Linked DNA regions of Mus musculus: region 2 is linked to region 1. The links are chromatin contacts, called in public promoter capture Hi-C maps. All regions are on one chromosome and are shown on one strand. Each heading gives the region's core, a stretch centred on a gene start, on an enhancer-like site or on the middle of the called end of the contact. The rest is flanking DNA. Distances are from core to core; before and after follow the strand shown. Region 1 holds the start of Nipal2 (NIPA-like domain containing 2). Region 2 has its middle 44 kb from the start of Nipal2.

Region 1 (7,413 bases), core at 1,550-4,049:
GCAGTGAGTGGAATGTAAAGTAAGTAAAAAAATAAATTGTTTTTGCAATTTTATTTATTTCTATTTTGTGTATATTGGTGTTTTGCCTATATGTATGTCTATATACCCTGTGCATGTTTCCCTAGGGAACCAAAAGAGGGTTTCAGATTCCCTGGGACTGGAGTTATAGATGGTTTTAGCTGTCATTGGAATTGGTCAATGGGAATTGGACCTGGGTCCTCTGAAAGAGCAAGTTGTGCTCTTAACCACTGAGCCATCTCTCCTGTTCCTCATTGTCTTCCTTTTATGTAAAAGACTGAAAGGCTCAGAGAAACAAAATTACTGTGTCAAAGTCACACAGCAAACAAGCAGTTATCAGGCTCTGAATACAGGCAATCTGTCAAGCCTCTTTTTGTAAGGTTCTCTTTAAAATCTCCACTCTGTAGTTCACTTGCATATAGGAAGTGAGATACTGGAGCTGATCTTTACCTTGAACCCTCCATTTATTCTGAGATGCTCATTGTTAAATACTACTACTACTAATAATAATAATAATAATAATAGTGATAATAGTCATAATAATAATCATGATAACAAATCAAAAAACAAAACACTAGTGTTAACTGTGTCTTGCTAAAAATGATGTTTTTAAAGTTTTACTAATTCTGCAATTAAATGATCCCAAATAAGGAGGACCAAATGGAACCCATTCTTCAAGTGCTAAGTGAAGTCCAGCTTCAAATGATGTGGCACTAGAATTAACAAGAAGTCAGCCCTTAGATTGTAGCACCAAGAACTGAGAGACTGAAATGAAATCTGCCTCGCCCCCAAGAAGCCCTGCAAGAGGCAGAGGCCAACAAAAGCAGGAACAGTCTTCGAAGCTCCACCTACAGGGCTGGGACCAAAATAGTTCACACGCATCCCTGCCGCCTCCTGTGAACCCCGTGGGAAGGCACTCTGGTCACGAATTGCTTGTTTCAACCACCCACACACACTAGGGCAGCAGCAGTGATGGCAGCCGCATCTTGGAACCCATCGATCGACTAACCAACAGCACGTAGGCTTCACATGTTTCTCCATCAAGTGCTTTCTTTCTCCAAAGGTTTTATACAAATATAAAGAGATCGAAACTGATTTTCTAAGTTAAGAAGTGAAGAAGCTTCTGAGTTGTGAGCAACAGAGCATGGGGGCCTGATCATAAAGGTCTCACAGAGCAGGCACAAACCTGTGAACGTCCCTGGAGATGGGGAAGGTCGATCTGTTTAGTATTTTGCTTGTTAGAGCCTGCCTGCATGCCTACTTACAATCTGGCTGACAGATAATACTCAGGAGTGATTGTGCCAAGCTCTGCCAGTTCCCCTCTGCCACCCCTCCTCATCTATCCTCACATACTACTCTCCAGGAGGGAAATGCCCCAAAATCTCTGGCAAGTAAAGCTAGGCATGTGACTTATTCCCAGCCAATGGGGTCAAAGGAGGAGAGATGATGGTTGTGGAGGTTGGCGATTCTTGGACAACCATTTTCCATTAAAGAGTATGCGGATCCCAGGCATGGCAGAGCTGAGGGATGGGAGTGTCCTAGAATCACATAGCAGGCATGTGTTTCAGGGGTATGGTGCTTGCTTAACATCTAAAGGCAATGGGTTCGATTTATAGCACCATATACTTATGAAATTAATGAAATTTATATAGCGAATTGATTTTTCTTTGGGGTATTTAATTGAAATAAATTCGTTTCTTTAAATTGAACATAGTTAGCTACAATTATTAATTGTTGACTTAACATTTTGTTTACTCAAGCAAGAACCAACACAACTGTCAGGACGACTTGCCTTTTTTTTTTTTTTTTTTTTTTTTTTTTTTTTTTTGCGTCTGAAATGACTTACACTCTCTTCTCTGCTTTACATATTTCCCCTAAGAAATCATCACAGCTTTCTCCCAGGTCCCTTTTTCCCTCTCTCTCTTCCTCTCTCCCTTCTTCCCTCCCTCCTTCTATCCCCCCTCTCCTCCTCCTCCTTTCTCCCTCCTCTCCTCTCTTCTCCTTCCCTCCCCTCTCCTCTCTTCCTGTCTTGTTTCCTCTCTCCCCTATCTTTAAAGTGCATAGCTTAAAGAGTCTCAGTGTCTTGAAAACAAATTCCCAGTGTAGACACTTCATGTAATAACACAAAAATCACAGAATGTTCAAAGTGACAGACAAGACAAAGATCATTTGTAGTGTAACCGAGTTTAAAACCGGTCAGACTAGAATATCCAGTATGCGTACTTAAGGTTGTTCTTAGCATTTCTGACTCAACTTAAATCACCATATGGGGCAGCTGACAACGTTTCAGCAATTCTTTATGAACTTATCTGACAGCCTATCCAGCTGCCATAGGATATCTCTTCTCTATTCTTCGAATAGTTCCTAATGGTCACTCTGTGGCTGGGCTCTTCATTCACAATGTGCCCAATATTGGGGAGAGGGAGATTATGGCTTTTTCTTTTTTCCATATGTGGAACATTTTAAACCTTTTACACGCGCGAACTGGAACTGCCAAGGGTGCCGGTCACTCTTTAGATTAATGGATAGCTCCTTTTCTCCCTGCACTTGGACAAACATTTGCTTTGTGCACAGTAGATCCCAGAGGCAAAAGAGATGATGTCATTCCTGCGCTGACAGGTGTAGGCACCGGGGCCCAGAAGGGAGCGGCGGCAACTGGGCCGAGCCCGGACCTCACCTGCGTGCCGCAGGAGCCAGGTGCCGGCGCCGGGTCGCCGGGCAGGAAGTGGCTGCGGCTGCGGGAGGACGGACGGGAGGGCCGCGCCCGAGTCCCAGCGCGTGGATTCAGTCCTCATGGCGGCTCCGGCGCGCACAGCCCCCGAGGACGACGCCTCGGCCGTCCTAGACGAGCTGTCTCGGAACTTCACATACTGGGCACCAGGCCCGGGCAACGGCTCGCTGTCGAGCGCCTGGTATCGCAGAAACCAGGTAAGGCCGCCCGCGCACCACAGCGCGCCGCCTGCCAGCTCCACGCAGGCCCCGCGGAGGCGCCAGGCCTCGGTGCCTTCCTGCCAGCTCTCCGCGCTCGCGACTGGGCGAGTGGGTAGAGCTGACACGTGACGCTGACACTTGGCTACCCATCCCCTCCGCCCCCTTCCCCCCTCCCGGCCTCGGCGGAGCAGCAGACCCCCAGGCTGCTCCCTGGTCTCACTCTTGGGCCTTTGGGTCCCCAAGGACCTCGCCTCCCCCAGCTTTCTTCCCCTCCTGCAAGGCGGTGGAGGTGGATTTCCACTTATTTTTCAGGCCAGTTTCCTTTCACAGTTAAAAAATAAAAAATGGTGCTACCCTTCTCAGAAGCAGAAACTCATTAAGGGGCTCCCAATGTCAATTCTGTGCAGAGTTGTGTCTCCAAGGTCCCAGCAATCTCAGCATCAACCTTCCCAGATACTCTCAGCTGCAGTACTTCATTGCTCGCTGCTGTCAGCCAAACACCACGGGTTTATGCTGGCAATATAAATTTAAGAGCATCAAAGAGGATCGGAGGTGTCCCCTACCCCCTCTGCTGGCCCTAAGATCAGGCAGAGAAGCAAAGCTCTCCCTAGCATTTATATTCCTCTAAGTGGGGCAAGTGATTGATCTTTCAGGCTTGCGTTAGTTTTCCTAAGCCTGTTACTTTGTTCTTGTGCATGAACAAAGCCACAGATCTTTTTTCCTTTGCAAGAATAAGGCCATAAATTTTTGTTACTGTTGTCCTCAGTGGGATATTTAACCACTAATCAAAGAGATCCTTTTTATGCTTGAAAAGTATCCTAAATGTTTGTTTCTGAACTTGGAGGTGATTTGTATAACGAATAAATAAGCTTAGATCATCTTTTTAATGTTCAACACAGGAAAGATTATGGCTTTAAAACTGTTATGTCACAAAAGATAACAAAATGGGGCAGGGGCATTGCTCAGACACTGACTGACTCTCCTTGCTTCCACTGTGGAACTACAAAGAAGAGACTTTCCTTAGTGTATGTTATGCTTGTAGTAGACACATTTCCAATATAAGTTTAAGAATGAATGGTCTGCTCTTGGTAAAATATTAGAGAGTTAGTAGATGTGACCCACCCAGGCATCATCCAAACCAGGAAACCATTGTTTTCACTAGAGAACTTATGTAGTCATTAGTTTTCTTAAACATTTCCTGGAATTCTTGATTGTCTTGGCTCTCCCAAGCACAGATTATCATGTGACACAGATGTTTGCAAGGCTTAACTTGCTCTTTATAGTACACAGTTGTACATCAGGAGGGTGTGTCCAGAAGATGCTAAGTGGAACTCCTAAACTGACACGTTAGCTGCAGTTGGTTGAGATAAGACGATGTCAGCCTTTTTCATCAGTGTGCAGAGTTAGGCCATCTTAAAAGCCATGGTATTTTAGCCTTTTGCTGTTGCTGAAAGGACAATTACTTTTGTTTCAAGGAAAAGTACAAATTGAATTTTAAAATCAATTCAACAAACATTTTATCAAGTGCCACTAGTATTGTCCAGGACAGTAAAAATAAATGGAATCTAGCTTTTCCTTTCTGATACTAACTGAAGAGAGAGATGGCTGAATATGGCCTATCACTTCAGAAAAACCAAGTGTGAGGTCTGAGCCCCCATGCCCCACAACTCATGATTGGTCCTGGGATCGACTGGCTTCTTGATGTTTCCCTCAGTTCTGTCATATCTGAGATGCTTGCACAGATTCTTTTTGGTGGTTGCCCAGCTAGCTCTCTGTGTTTTCACAGTGATTGTCATCAGGTCTTATCAAGTAGCCTTCCTCCATTGAAAAGTCCTGCTGCCCCCAAAGAGCTTTCATGGAACAGTGGCCACTTAGAAGCAGTGCTGCCAGAGACTGACGTAAGAATGCCTGCAGCAGAAAGTCTCAGAGCAAACAGTAGTAACCCTGGGCGAGTAGCTAAGAAACCACTACAGTTTGCACTGAGATCCTGTCCCACTTGGAAAGGTGGGGAGCTGGTATGGAAGGTTAGGTGTGACAGAGTTTTGCCTGCACGATAATGTTGTGTCCACACATTTTCATGACAAAAGGCTAATTAATGTTCCTAAGCACTATGGAAATATTCAGTGTGGTCTGAGACCCAAACCTTTCTTTCAGGAATGTTATTAGGTGACTAGGAAGATGTCTGTAACTCCAAAAATGGGGCATGTGGTATCATGTGAGTGGTGTAAAAGCCAGTGGAAATCCACAGTCAGGTAGCTTTCAGCTGGATGGTCAGGGATTCAGTTGGACACTTAAGAATAGGTAGGTCTTTATGATAAGTATGTTCAGGTGGAGGACATTTTAGGAAAGGGAAACCCTGATGACAAGGAACAGCTCCACTTTCTAGGAATTTCCATGCCTACAGTTTGTGGACCAGACTCAATGGTAGATGTGGCAGTTAGGGAAAATGGAGACTAAATGTGGGAATAGGGCTTAGGTCCTTGGATCTGGTCCCAGATTGCCTTAAAGGAAAAGTAAGGAAATTAGTTTTATCTGTCAGATAATCAGGAGCCATTGGGGGTTTGGGTCAGGCAGTCCAAAAGTCAAAACAAATTAAATTAAAAGAAAAAAAAGTACCACTCTGGCAATGGGCAAAGAGACACCATGTTGGTGGCCATGTTCTTATGTCAGTTGGGGCAGAGCAGATGTTCATCTTAGCCTGATGCCTGGCTTGGTGTCCAAAGCTCTTTTATGCCTGAGACTCAAGAAAAACAAATCAAATCAAACCCAGGCAGCACAGGGCAGGAGGAGGAAGACAGACAGAGACCTGTGGACCACCATGCCACCCACAGACCTTCCTCCAGCAAACAGTACAGGCGGGCCATTAGACACTCACATGCTGCCACTCCCTGCCATGTTACCCAGGGGCCTGCCAGCAGTGTGGCCAGCCTGCAGCGGGAGCCACCACAATGTGTGAGTATGTGGTGAAAAGAGAAGAGAAGTAGAATACCTTGAGCATTATGAAGAGAGATGGAACTGGAGACTCGAGGGTGGAAAGGAGAAGCCTGTTGTGGGTGGCCAGCTCCATCACCTGGAGCCACGGATAAAGTCCCAGCCTGAGCTGCTGCTGAGGACCATGTCTGGGTCTCTGGGTCTATGCAGCAGCAGGGATCACAGCACAGTAGGCCTGGTCAAAGTCAAGGGGGTGCAGGTGAGTCAGCCCCAAGGGTGAGAGCATGGAAGAGCTGGCCCTGCCACTCCTCTGCTGTGAGGTGACATTGGTGTGGGTATGATGCCCCCCCCCATTGCCCTTTACCACGTGCAGCAGTTGGGAGAGCTGGCCCTGGGGTCATGAGAGTAGAAGAGCTGACCTGCCTACTGCTGACAAGCAGAGCTGGAAAGCTTGCCCCTGTGGTGTGGATAAAGGAGAACCAGTGAGATAAACAACTCAGCTACCACCCAGGCCCAGATCCAGGGCTCTGAGTTGGCCCACCCCAAACTCTATATCATATGCAAATGGTTGGCACACTTGAAAGGGCAAGTCCTGCTGATCCAAGGCTGTAGGATCTCTATGACATAGGGCAACAACAGGATAACTGGGAGGAGGCCGAGTGAGACTCCAATATTGATGATGTCACAAAAGCCAGAGATCTTGAACCAGACCAATGACCCATTGCACTCATGGCAGTGAACATTTGCAAGTGAAGATGTGTGGACAGAGGGTGTCTTAGTCAGGGTTTCATTGCTGTGAAGAGACACTATGACCACAGCAACTCATAAAGGGCAACATTTAATTGGGGCTGGCTTACAAGTTCAGAAGTTCAGTCCAGTATCTTTATGGCAGGAAGCAAGGCAGGGTCTAGGCAGACATGGTGCTGGAGGAGTTGAGAATTCTACCTTTTGTTCTGGCTAGTAGGACAAGGGTCTTAGAGCCCATATCCACAGTGACACACCTACTCCAACAAGGCCACACCTACAAATAGTGCCACTCCCTGGGCCAAGCATATTCAAACTACCAGAGTTTGGACATACAGTGACACACTACAGCTTCCATGATGATATGTTTTCTGTGCTTTGGTGTGTGTGTGTGTGTGTGTGTGTGTGTGTGTGCGCGCGCACGCGCGCGCGCTCAAGTGCTCATTTTTTACTTTGGGGGTGGGGTAGTTTGCCAGGACAAAGGGCAGATAAGTGGGGACAGGGAGTTAAGTGGGATGGGGATGCATGATGTTAAACTCACAGCAAATCAATAAAAACTTTTCAAAAACTCTAAATTAGAAAAAGAAAACAACAATAACAACAAAAACCCAACCAACCCCCTCAGCCCCCCAAAATCCAAATTAGGATATAACAGGAGGTAGAGGCTTGAAACTGGCCAGATGTGAACTAAATCTGTTACATAGATAGGATGTGTCATGTTTGACCTTCAGGGAAGTTTTAAAGTGTTTAATATATTGTGGTCATTTAAAGATGAGATTAGCTGGGACT
Region 2 (7,413 bases), core at 1,999-4,498, 44 kb before region 1:
AGCAGGAGCACAGATGCCTGGTATAGAAACCTTGACACCCATTTAGGGAAATGCAGACTAGTCAGTAGATGTTTTCCAAGTGTGTTGGCGTGAAGAGTGACTTAAACCTAGGGACAACTTGATGAGACATTACCCAGTGGCAAGAACTGCACAAAATAGGTAGGTAGGCCCAGGACAATATGTGGAGGTTAGAGAAGAGTAAGAGGTCATCAGCAACAATGGCAAAAGAGAAAGTAGTAAACGTCCCAGATCTAGAAAAAAGTATGGTGACCCAAAGAGCAGCTGAGGTTCATGGGCAGTATTGGCAAATCCAGGCAAATGTTCTATCCTAATAAGGTAAGGCCTTGGCTGCAGATACCCAATGAAGGGGGATTATATAAGACACAGTCTTACAAGTACAGCCTACATGGACTCTAAAACAAGACTTATCACAGAGAGAACACAAAGCTTAGTGTTAGAAAGAGCAGAGACCAGAGGGGAATAATAGAAAACTGAATGCAACAGAACCCACAGAATCCCAAGATATAAAGTATAAGTGCCCTGTGTGCTTCGTAGGCAACCATGCTCGGAGGCCGTTAGAGCCTGGGCCACGGACGTATTGTTAGGATGTATTAGATGTATTAGAATGTATTAGAAACTCCTCCATTGTTGGTGGGATTGCAAGCTGGAACAACCACTCTGGAAATCAGTCTGGCGATTCCTCAGAAAATTGGACATAGTACTACCTGAAGATCCAGCAATACCACTCCTGGGCATATATCCAGAAGATGTTCCAACTGGTAATAAGGACACATGCTCCACTATGTTCATAGCAGCCCTATTTATAATAGCCAGAAGTTGGAAAGAACCCAGATGCCCCTCAACAGAGGAATGGATACAGAAAATGTGGTACATTTACACAATGGAGTACTACTCAGCTATTAAAAACAATGAATTCATGAAAATTTTTAGGCAACGGGATGCATCTGGAGGATATCATCCTGAGTGAGGTAACCCAATCACAAAAGATCACACATGATATGCACTCACTGATAAGTGGATATTAGCTCAGAAACTCAGAATATCCAAGATATAAGATACAATTTGCTAAACACATGAAACTCAAGAAGAAGGAAGACCAAAGTGTGGATACTTTGCTCCTTCTTAGAATGGGGAAAAATACCCATGGAAGGAGTTACAGAGACAAAGTTTGGAGCTGAGACAGAAAGAAAGACCATCCAGAGACTGCCCCGCCTGGGGATCCATCCCATATACAACCATCAAACCAAGACACTATTGCATATGCCAGAAAGATTTTGCTGACAGGACCCTGACATAGCTTTCTCTTGTGAGGCCAATGCCTGTCAAATACAGAAGTGGTTGCTCACAGTCATCTATTGGATGGAACACAGGGCCCCTAATGAAGGAGCTAGAGAAAGTACCCAAGGAGCTAAAGGGGTATGCAACCCTACAGGTGGAACAACAATATGAACTAACCAGTACCTCCCAGAGCTGTGTCTCTGGTTGCATATGTAGCAGAGGAAGGCCTACTCCACCATCAATGGGAGGAGAGGCCCTTGGTTTTGGGAAGATCATATGCTCCAGTACAGGGGAATACCAGGGCCAGGAAGCAGGAGTGGGTGGATTGGGGAGCAGGGCAGGGGGAGGGTATAGGGGGCTTTGGGGATAACATTCGAAATGTAAATGAAGAAAATATCTAATAAAAGAAAAAAGAAATAAAAGAAACCGCTAATGATGTGGGGCAAGCGGCACAACTCATCTCAGTTGAGTGTACTTCTCCCTGATGGGGGCTGGTGACTTCCACTCCCTGATGCATGGAATGGCAGGATAGTTTCAAGCCACTTGATGCTCTATGGTGTGATTATTTACAGGAGAACTTTACATGTATCTAATTGAATGAGGTTTGATGAAGCAGAGAACAATTCCTGGGGCAGCCAGAGCCCAGAACTAGAATGATGAGGAATGATTCTTCAGCTGCTGGGAATATTTCTAAGAAGCAATGTATGGAAAACATCACAGGGTGCAAACACAGCTGGACTTGGGGAAGCATCATGCCCTTTGCTTTTTTCAGGCTCAGTTTAAATAGTTAACTGCCTGCAAGCAACCTGCTGTGGCTCACTGACAGCTCGTACTCACTGTTCAAGTTGGTTACAGGCTGTGAAGACAGCATAGTAAAGAGTTTACCCAAGAATGTGAGGACCTTGGCCCAGCTCTGTGTCCCACATTAAAAGCCAAGTGAGAGGCAAAGCACTTGTTATACCAGTGCTATGAGGTGAGGATGGTAGGCTTTCAGATCTCAATGGGTAACTAATCTAGACTACTTGGTAAGTTCCAGGCTAATAAGAGATCCTGTTTTTGAAAGAGAGAGAGAGAGAGAGAGAGAGAGAGAGAGAGAGAGAGAGAGAGAGAGAGAGAGAAGAAGAAGAAGAAGAAGAAGAAGAAGAAGAAGAAGAAGAAGAAGAAGAAGAAGAAGAAGAAGATGATGAAGGAGGAGGAGGAGGGGAGGAGGAGGAGGGGAGGACTGGCTACACACACAGACACACAGTCATACACATATGTGCACACACAAGCACACACACAGACACACACATGGACACAGATACTCACACACATACACACACTCACACACACACACAGACACACACATGGACACATACACACACTCACACACACACACAGACACACACATGGACACAGACTCACACACACACATACACACACACACACACACACACAGACACTCACACAGACACACACATTTGATTGGAATCTTTTTACTCACCAGGGTAAGCTTATGTTCACTGTGTATGGAGAAACACTTTAGGTCAACAGGGAGTAGGACTGTCATGTGTTTGTTCCTCTTGCCTTCCACCATTGTCATCATGTCATCTGCCCATTCTGGTTGGGTCTGGGAGTGAAGCCTGGGTGCAGATAATGGTTAGGGAAGTGTAAGACTGAGTGTACACACCAGTGAACAAGATCAGCCAATTGATCTGTTTGTAAGTCAGTCTTCTGGCATGTGGGAGTCCTGTCTATAAAAGCTGCCCTGGTCACTAGTCTGGTCTACCATGCCTTGTACTTTAGGACAAAGAGGCTAAGCATAGTGTTAGCTTGAGATAAAGTCCCACATTGAGCCAAGGTCAGATCAAAGCCACACAGAGGCTCTCCTAGACCCACCACCCAGTTCCTGGTAACAGTGCCCAGCACGGAAGCCCATGGTTGGGATCTGGGGAGAGGGAATGTTCATTATCTTTTATCCTTCCTACTGGTACTGCAGGAGCAGCTCCACTGAGTGGGAGCGTCTGTTCCCACCATTTACCAGCTGCTGTAAAAGAATTAAAAGTGCCATTTGAGACTGTGATCATTTAATGATGAGGCTGTGAATTAGGGCATAATGGCAGAATTGCTGCCTCGTTTTCAAGTTTAGATTACTGGAGCTGAGTTTATCTGGTGTGGCTAAGCAATGGGCCATGTACTGCAGCTCTGGGAAGAGACACATGGGACTCTCCAGAAGAAGGAAGAAGAAAAAGTATCACACTTGAGAGGGGAGACTGCACCAGAGGAGAGGCAGCAGAAAGTCTGACACTCCAATTAAATGGGATTGCAGCATCTGATGTCCCAAGTCACCAAGAGAAAAGAGCTCTAAATAAAACACTTTCAGACAACTGAAAGCAAACACTTTTCCCCAAAAATGGAAACTTCTAAAAACATACTCATCGTTTCATGACATAATGGAGCTATGTCCCAAGAAGGCATGTGGAGCTATTTGCCCTGGTGCTAACTGACCCCTAACTAATGTGTTTTTCTATTTGCCCTCTCCCTCTCCCTCTCCCTCTCCCTCTCCCTCTCCCTCTCCCTCTCCCTCTCCCTCTCCCTCTCCCTCTCCCTCTCCCTCTCCCTCTCCCTCTCCCTCTCCCTCTCCCTCTCCCTCTCCCTCTCTCTCTCTCTCTCTCTCTCTCTCTCTCTCTCTCTCTCTCTGCCAGATTCCACTTCTCAGTGTGTCATGCCCAACTCTGCTTACCTTACCTGTTTGACCTCAGCAGGAACTGAAGCTAACTTGGGAAAACCAGAAAAATCAGCCCATGAGAACAGTAAATCTGTGTCTTTGTGGATTCCAGGAAAACAGAAGTTCTTTCAGGTTTTTTTCTATGTATTTATCTGTCATCACTGCCACCCTTCTCTCCAAAATACATACAGAAACACATACACACATATATATACCACACACATCATAGACATACGTGCATACCAGAAACACATACACACCACACACATTATACACACACATATACACCACACACATTATACACATACACTATACACACACATACAACACACACACACACACACACACACACAGAGAGAGAGAGAGAGAGAGAGAGAGAGAGAGAGAGAGAGGGAGAGAGAGAGAGAGAGAGAGAGTAATTTAAGACCAAAGCCTCAATTCATAACTTTTTCATCTCAATCGCTACCATGACTACAAGGACTTCCCAGGGGGAAGGAGTACACTGGAGCAAGGCAAAAGATCAGCCGAGAACCAATGCCTTCTATTTCAGTATCAGGCTTTGTTTGCCCAAGTTGTTGAGAATGCCTGGCCAGAAGGCCTTGAGCCCACTTGCAAGGCTCCAGGAGTGGACAATGATAGTGAGTGATTTCTCAGGTACAGCCGAGTAGCTGGTGGCTGGAACTGGCATGGATATGGGTGTGCTGAGGCCACATAGCCATGAGAACAACTATTCCTCAACTTGCCCTGTCTCCTGTTCTGTATCTCAGAGTAAACTTGGGCTGGACCTGGGAGAGTGAGGCTGGCACCTTTGAACTCTTGCCAAAACTAAACAGATCATAAAGAGAGAGGGACACACTATATGCCTATATTCCCAGGATTTTGGTATTACTGCAGTTTTCTGGCTCAAAGTTCAATAAGAGACACTGTCTCAAGAGAAAACAGTGAAGAGTGACATTGTAGGACACCTAACGTCCTCTTCCAGCCTCTGTGCATGTACAAGTGAGCACAGCCTCGCATACAACACACACACACACACACACACACACACACACACACACACATACAGTAGCTCAGCCACTGTAGACCAACTCACTCTCTATTGGACTCTGCACTTTTTGTCTTCCATCACATAGAGTGCATCCTGCTATCTCTGGAACATTATGATGATCTCAGCCTGGTCCCTGTTCTTGAAACCTGTGCCTCATGCTGCAGCAGTCAGATTATCTAAGCTACTTGCTGAATGAAACATTATCAGTGCCCCCCATTCCTCAGTAGGAATTCGGAGCCCTCTGTGGCCCATGCCTCTGACTCTGTCTCACACCATTCCCAGACTCAGCCACATCAGGATGAACACAGCATGTGTAGCTCCCACTTCTGTCCTTGCTTCCATTGTCTGTTCATGTGCCACTATTCCATGGTCTCCATAGCCACTCCCTCACCCACTCCCGTCACATGCTCCCTGATGTCCCTCCACACAGCTCCGGAATGATTCCTTATTGTTACTGCTACATCTTGCAAAGACTGAGTAGGTGAGCTTCCCACTGGGTTCCTGTAGAACCTGCTAAGTCTGGGTGTCTCTGGAAGAGCCACATTATACTCAAAATATCCATGATGCATCTTTATGTGATTTCAAGAGAGTAGAGACTTTTTTTTCCCACTTAGATCGAAGTCTCGTTGCACTAATCAGTGTTTCCTGGACAGATCTGAAACAAAAAGAACATACAGATTTTGAGAATAGATATTCCCTCGGGAATGACTCACTTAAATGCAAATTCAGGGGTCTCTCTAGAGGCCTGTGTCCTTGTTTGTGTTTCTTCTGCTTTTGCTAGTTGATACGTTTCAAACAGTTCAGTGTTAAAAAATTCATTGAGCATTCATTATGCGCCAGTCATTGTAAACAAGTATACCAATAGATTAAAAAACAAAAAACAAAAAACAAAAACCCACAGCCCTAGCCTTCAAGGGGAATTTTAACCTCTGCATTTTTCTGAAGATTAAAAATACCATCATTTAATACAGATTAGGTCTAATAGGAGGCACATGAAAAAGTTTTTTTTCTTACCTGAAAATGTTTCATTATCAGCCTGCCTTAGGTTCCCCAGCCACAGGCACCCTGGGCTTTGTTTAGCTACTTTGGCCTGCCCGAAAGTCCTGGAAGAAACGATGCAGTGGTGGAATGGCACAGAGGAAGGGCTAAGACAATAGAGGAGAGGCAGGATTTTCTGTTTCTTCTCTCTCCTTTGGACTGGGGAAACTGTAATAACATACTTGAGAAGTTTCTAGAACAAGTTTTCAAACTGCATGTTATGGTACACCTGTGGTTCGAGGAGGATGGCAAGTTGGAGGCCAGTCTAGACAGCATAGTGAGATCTGGTCCTAAACCAACAAAGAAACAAAACAAGCTTGCTTCCACATCAGAGCTTGTGTGGCTCCATGTGAGTGGGTCACAGATAGGGGTGCTCTGCCCTTTAAGGGACACTTGGCGGTATGTGGAGGCATTTTGGGCTCTGACAACTTGGCAAGGAGGGGCATATATATCTACCATATCCACTAGAGGATGGAGGCCTCAGAAATACTAAACATTCTACAGCTGACAGGGCAGCACATAGGTGACAGGGAGTCCACCCAGCCCTAGTGCGGGCAACGGAATGCTGTGAAGCTCTGCCCCACGGTCCACATTAGCATGGACTCCAGCCACACCTCCAGCTGTCATAGTGCTTCTTGACTGTTGCAAGCTTGACCCTGGGTGCCTCTGACTCATCCATCAGGATGAAGCCGCTCCTATGACAGAGACGGGAACAATGCTCTTAGAGGATTTTAATGCTATAATTAGTTTTAAAACACTCTGCCCTCCTCTCCCATCCCTATTCCCAGTTTCCTTTAAAAAAAAAAATGAAATGGCATAAACAAGAACAGTTTTCAAAATTCCTGTTATTTTTATCATTGGTTTCCCCCTTAACCTTTACTCTTGATGAAATAAAACACGCTACAGTGGAGCAAGAGCGTCATCAGCGGGTGCTGCTGAGGACAGGGTGAGCTCGGATGCTCAGTAGAACCTGCTGCCTGCACCTGTGCACGGCAAACCCTTCAGACACCCAGAGCACCGAGGCTCTCCTCACTACCTGCTTACCTGGGTTATTTATTTATTTATTTATTTATTTATTTATTCATACCCAGCAGAGTATGTTTAAAGTGAGCCTTTCTTATTCCCTATTATTCTTTTCTTTCTGGGTGAAGATTGTTTCTTCTGTATATAACAACCCCAAGACTCCCAATTATACTTTTTCATAAAGAAATGAAAACGTCACCTTTTTCTTGAGATCTTTATTCTACATAACCCACTAAATATTAGAGTAAAAATTAAAAAGGCTTTCAGGAAAAGAAAATCTCCTTCAAGGTAAATGAAT

Evidence for each region. Promoter capture Hi-C pulls out the DNA fragments that hold promoters and counts their contacts.
Region 2: a contact with region 1 is called in a promoter capture Hi-C map of hippocampal neurons, with 1.7 times the contacts expected there. The contact joins the enhancer-like site here to the promoter of Nipal2 in region 1. A contact is called at or near these places in 3 of 39 promoter capture datasets (embryonic stem cells, hippocampal neurons and stem cell-derived epiblast-like cells), 2 of 484 Hi-C or Micro-C datasets (the N1E-115 cell line and forebrain) and 3 of 9 other capture datasets (adipose tissue, liver and pancreatic islet).

The regions. Positions count from the first base shown.
Region 1 is chr15:34,674,092-34,681,504 of GRCm38.p6, reverse strand. It overlaps Nipal2 (NIPA-like domain containing 2), which reads left to right and starts at 2,799. Exons shown (of 11, transcript NM_145469.5): 1 at 2,799-2,946. The coding sequence starts at 2,812. It overlaps 4930413F20Rik (RIKEN cDNA 4930413F20 gene), which reads right to left and starts at 6,432. Exons shown (of 4, transcript NR_045883.2): 1 at 6,300-6,432; 2 at 5,939-6,115; 3 at 3,304-3,462; 4 at 2,301-2,927.
Region 2 is chr15:34,718,991-34,726,403 of GRCm38.p6, reverse strand. No RefSeq gene overlaps it. Among named protein-coding and RNA genes, the nearest start is that of Nipal2, 44 kb to the right of the region's middle. Within about 2 kb of position 3,248, at least 5 of the 459 cell types and tissues checked have an H3K27ac peak or open chromatin away from gene starts, as enhancers often do. A contact at or near this core is called in hippocampal neurons, where this site is marked.